2 separate regions of the Acanthopagrus latus genome follow, and region 2 is linked to region 1. The links are chromatin contacts, called in public Hi-C maps. All regions are on one chromosome and are shown on one strand. Each heading gives the region's core, a stretch centred on a gene start, on an enhancer-like site or on the middle of the called end of the contact. The rest is flanking DNA. Distances are from core to core; before and after follow the strand shown.

The links. Hi-C and Micro-C count contacts between places; a contact is called where the count stands out from the background.
Region 2: a contact with region 1 is called in a Hi-C map of muscle, with 3 times the contacts expected there. The contact joins the promoter of LOC119034358 here to the promoter of gphb5 in region 1. A contact is called at or near these places in 2 of 4 Hi-C or Micro-C datasets (both in muscle).

Annotation. Positions count from the first base shown.
Region 1 is chr16:2,296,722-2,299,492 of fAcaLat1.1, reverse strand. It overlaps gphb5 (glycoprotein hormone beta-5), which reads right to left and starts at 1,381. Exons shown (of 4, transcript XM_037072000.1): 1 at 740-1,381. The coding sequence starts at 768.
Region 2 is chr16:2,440,572-2,443,342 of fAcaLat1.1, reverse strand. It overlaps LOC119034358 (exocyst complex component 3-like protein 4), which reads left to right and starts at 1,382. Exons shown (of 11, transcript XM_037125309.1): 1 at 1,382-1,836; 2 at 2,709-2,771. The coding sequence starts at 1,740. The region is part of intron 1 of LOC119034352 (potassium voltage-gated channel subfamily H member 5-like); the gene reads left to right. All of the region lies in intron 4 of LOC119034366 (a long non-coding RNA gene), which reads right to left.

The sequences.
Region 1 (2,771 bases), core at 132-2,631:
TATCGGCACCGATCATTCAGGGTCGACACCGAAGGACTCTGAGATCTGCTTGAAACCCCTGCAGCTAAAAACTCTGCGATCAAAAGAAGCCTGCAGTATTATGCTGCCACGATCGATCAGGTCGAGGTGCACAAGGTAACAAACCACCACTTTTACAATGTCAACGGGAATCTGTATGCCAGCACAGACTCGACTCCAGACTGTGCGGACCGTTGCCACTAATGTGAAGTAAAAATAGTGTTTTTTTTTTTGTTTTTAGGAAACAATTTCAGTCCATCAGTCCGTCCTTGACCTTGGAGTGGTGCAGTGGTGGAATGCAACTTAGTGTATTTACTCAAGTTCTTCATATAAGTACAAACACACGGAGGCTCTTGTACTTTACTTGACATGTTTATGCAACTTCTAGTCCACCAAACATCAGAGGTAAATAAAGTACTTTTAACTCTACTACATGTTGTGGAGTTACACAGCTTTAGTTACTAGTTACTTTTCAGATTACACTTTTTCATCCTGCAGAGCTGTTGGTGTTGGATGTTTGTGATAAAGTGAAGGATGATTCTCCTCCGTTTGACGCTAAACAAACTCTATCAGCTGCAAAACGCGTCATCACCAAGCTGCAGACAGGCTGACAGGATGGAACTATGCAGCAGTGTGTAAAGTTGTTAAATGAACTTAATCATCTCCAGCAGTCAAACACAACACACACATTGTGAATTTAGTGTTTTCTGAATTCACTCACCGCTGTGACTTCTTCTTTTGCAGGTTCATCTCAGCTGTGACTCAGTTCTGTTGTATACTGAGCAGTCGATGAAGCACAATGGCACAAGTGGTTGAAATCAGTGAGCGGTGCTTCTCGCAGACCTGCAGAGGATCAGCTCTGAAGTTACTGTGGACAGCTCGCACTTGTCACTGTACGCTTCCTCAGATCTGAACGAGCCGGGGCTCTTTTTATTTTGCTTTTATCAGCCTGTGTCCTGCCAATCAGGAGGCTCAGGTCCTCACCTCAGCCTCCCTCAATCCCCCCGGAGGCTCTTCTACCTGTCGCTGCCCATCTAGTTCAGCCACCAGCTCGTTCCCACTCCATTAGCTTGATTAAGGGAAGAGTCTGCCCTTTTGTTCACAGTCATCCACATGGAAGACGGGGGAACAACGCACTCGAACGCAGCCTACCGGCGTCTGCTCTCACTCATCCGAGCTCAATTAGCTGGCTCCAGAGACAGACCCTGCTCCTGTTCTCACACGCCGGCTGCGATGACTTCACCCCTGAGCACCAACACACTGATTCCTCCACTTTATCTCCTTTCTTTTCATTTTGGCTCTCTGTTACCAGTCACATTTCCTCTCACACACAAACAGAGGAGAAGAGAAAGAGAGAGCCGGCTGTGACTCAGTTGTGTCCTGCAGGCTTAACTGCACAGATCGCTCACTTAGGACAGAAAGATGCTTGTGCGAGAGCACGTCGGATGAGACAGTGACAGGAGGGGGAGACGGGGGAGTCGTGAAGAATTGATTTGGGTGAGTAAGCACCTCATCAAGAAATTACCAGCGTCGGAGGCCCCGCAGGCAGCGGCGTGTGGAGCCAGCGGAGCAGAACTGCTCTCAAGTAGTTCAGGAAATGAAATCTTTAAAAAACTAAAGTTGAAAGTTTGAGCCAAAGCAATTAAAGTTAGATTAGAGAAAATAGTGAGGAGGATGAGTCGGGGACAGGTTCACACTCCCGGCCTCATCACCATCAGGGAGAATTACCCATCTGGAGGCTATTATTGAACAATGTGCAGGGTGTGGAGCAACAGGATGCATGTAATTGGATAACAGTGGTGATTAAGATGAGGTTAATTGTAATTCAGCACAAACAGAGTAAGCCTGGATTTACACAATCCGGCTTTTGTGCAATTATTCACAGATTGAAACTGAAAGATGGATTTTAAGTTCTGGCTTCGTTTCTTTGTCATACTTCATTTTTTTTTTTTTAAGAGGAAATTCGGTTCGGCTTGATTGAACCCATCCTGTTCTGAGACCAGTGCTTCATAATGATGTGATTCCTCATCATGATGCAACATGTTGATTTTGAGTTAGTTTGAAACACAGACAAGAAGTTGTTGAGGTTCCCCGACACCCGAGCAAATATCTGCTGCTGATGATGGTGAGAGACTGAGAGGAGTTTGTTCTGGTTCACAGCTTTAATACTATAATATTCTAATTCCATCATGTTGTCAGACACTGTGAGTAACAATGTGAGTCTGTGCAGCTCGAGCACGTTCAGTAGAAGCGACCCTGATGGGTGCTGAGGTGCAGCGACTGCAGCCAGTTTCACAGCTGCTGCCTGACGCCATCTACTGGACAAAAGTAAAACTTTTTTGGAGCTGTGAGTCATTTAAAAACTAAAATATATAAAGATGGGGCACAAGATAACCATTAAAGAGGAAACAGGATGGCAGAGTCAGTGAGAGCAGTTACAGTGAAGGGAGGAGTTTTTATTTAATGAATGTAGTTATTTCTGATCCATCACAGCGTAATTCATCCCAACACTGATGCAGAAATAAAACTAAAGATGCTGTAGAATAAACTGGATGTGACTTATTCGATCTAAATGGAGGATTAAATGCTCACAAACACAATTTATGGGTTGAATTTAAAGTTTAAAAAGAGCTGAAAGTAATTACATTCTCGGGAAATTCATATATAGTGATACATATTTTGCTTTTGGTTGTTTATTACGAGCAATAAGAACCAGGTGCCCAGTTTGAATCTGTTTGAATCCCCAAACCTGG
Region 2 (2,771 bases), core at 133-2,632, 140 kb before region 1:
GTCCGTCCTTCTGATAAAAATGAAAGTGCCGTACGGCTGCTCTCATCTATCTCGTCATCTCATTTACGATGCGATGAAACCTTGGGAGCTGGCATCTAGGGATGCATCGATCCAACTGTTCCAACTGATACAGATGCCTGGGCTTTGTGCATCTGATGATACCCGATACCGATACAATGCCATTGTTGAATTAATAATAAACTGTATACATTCCACCTTATACCTTCCTTCCACCATGTGGAAGAGACTAAAAGAACCCAACTTTCCTAACTAAGACGAAATAATCAAACAGTTACCAAACATTGTAAACATGTGAAACAATATTTGAATTATGATTTATTTGCTATTAAAAAAACAATGGAAAGAAGAATTTCCCACTTTGGGATTATAAATAGTAAATATAATGAAATACTTGAATGTGTGGATTTGTGGGAATGTCCGGCTCTTCTGAAGACAGCACTTAAGTTGGATACTGGATATTCCCCTTGGCTTTGCATGTGGAATTGACGGTGGGGAATATCCCTGAGAGCTTTCACTCTCTAACTGCCTTTTGTTCTCTGGAATGGAAATCTTGATGTAATCATTATCAGCCTGAGAAACACCTACAACGGTCTGAACACAAACATGTCATTCAGACAATTCAAACTGTTCCACACCTCAGTTTGTTTTCAACTTTGCTTTTTCATACAGTTTGCCAGTGGGAGATTTATTGTAGACAGCAGCAGCTTTCGACTCGTGACTCATTACAAAGGCATGCATGTTATCTGATCATCCACAGATACATGAAGGCGCAGAGTTTCACTCCCTCTCACTTCCCTGTTGTTTCTGCTTTTCAGGTGAGCAGGAAAACAAGAAACTAATGATCAGTATGTATGTAACATAGCAATCACAAGACTAAGCTTTGAGAATAGGATTATGATTGTGTCTGTGATACATGATGAACTAAGGTCAGGGTTTACATTAACATCCACTGGGAAATGTACTAAAAATAGTGTCATCCACAAAACAAAAATCTATATTTTTGGTCAGATAAGAACGAGAGAAAACAGAAATATACCTGTGAGATCTAAGACGTGAAAAACATGGTCAAGAATTCTTATTTTGCAAACAATGTTTAAGTTTTTTAGATTTCAGGCAGATATCGATTAGTCAGAAGATTCAACTGATGTTGATTTTATATTAAAGTTACGCTATAAACAAATCTGCATTTAAACTGTATCATGAGACAATATTGATGTTAGCATATTCCCTGTTGACATTTTGACCCCTCAGGTATTATTGATATAGACACGTGGCTCTGTTTCTATCAAAGTGTCCCAATAAGACATGACAACATGAAACAGGACCCTGAAACTGAAACAAGCACATTTGTGCTGTCAGTCAAAAAGCTCTGAAAAAAGGAAAAAGGATGGTTGCCAAAATACTTAATGTACACTTTAGTATCATAATAGTTATAATTGTTAGAAGCAGCAGCATCAGCAGCTGCAGTTTGAATATTTCATGTTGTTGTTTTTTACTCAGCATGATGCAACAGCTTTCCCTCTGAAAATGGGAAGCAGCTACAGTTAGAGGAAAGTGAAAGTAAGGCTAACAGAAAGGCTGCAGTGCAGATGATGTGCTGGGAAAATCCCCACCCAGCCTATATAAGGAGTCACAGAGCTGCTCTGACTCACAGATAGAACAAATCTCTGCAGAGACACAGTAGCAGGAGCTGAATCGTTCGGACTGCACAACTGGAGATGAAGAAGTTTTTGAAAATAAGAAAAAGGAGCAAATCCTGGGGAGCAGACAGCAGGAAGCCTCTTATAGAGAATAACAACAACGACATACAAGATGGTAAGAGTCTCTTATTTATATATATGTTGTTGGTTTGAATGCATAAATCATTATTATTATCATTCTTACTTCTGTCTACGGCCACTTCAGTACAAGTTTGTTGAATACTTAATCTTTTCTTGAATGAAAACTGAGCTATAAAGGGTTAATCTAAGCAAAGAACATGTGCCACAGGAAAATGTTCGCGAGAAATGCAACAAGACTGCTCTTCTGACTCCTCTGAATTCACAAGTGTTTTAAAGATTAGAAAAGACAAAGAAATGGAGTACGGAAAACATGTTAAAAACTGTGAGCATCACCGGATTTATGTAGTTAAATCAAGAGGTTTGGAGCATCATTAGGACGATATTACAGGTGCAATCTGACCGGATCAAACCGGATCTGCAGGAGTGGGAGGGGAATACCTGAGCGGGCACATTCAGTGTGACCTGAAATCACTCTGTGCCATGTTGTGGTTGAAACAAGAGCCAGCTGTGAGGATGGATGAGAAATTATTAATAGAAAGAATCATAATTGGCCTTGTTTACAGTCCTTGGTGTCATTAGAGTTGCGTATTTTGTAGTGGAGCTTTACAGGGAAAGTGATTTTTGGGCAGCAGGGGATTTTTGTGCGGCAGTACAGAGTGGGCACCGGGCCAGACTGGGAACAAAGGTTAGCGGCACCCTGCTATCTAGGTTTTTAATTGATATGTATGTGTCAAGCAACCATTAACTGTATCCAAATGATGGATGACGTACTGAAATAGATCCTCCAAAGTGAAGCAAAACATAGTGATTGCCCCCTAGTGGCTGTGTGCAGAAACTCCCAAATGAAACCCCTTTTGGGTTTAACACAGTTTCTTTGCATTAACAATGCTGTTAACTCTTTCATAGGATACAGCGGGTACGACAACCCCTTGGATCAGAACACCTGCACCACCCAGGTGGAGAAGGAGA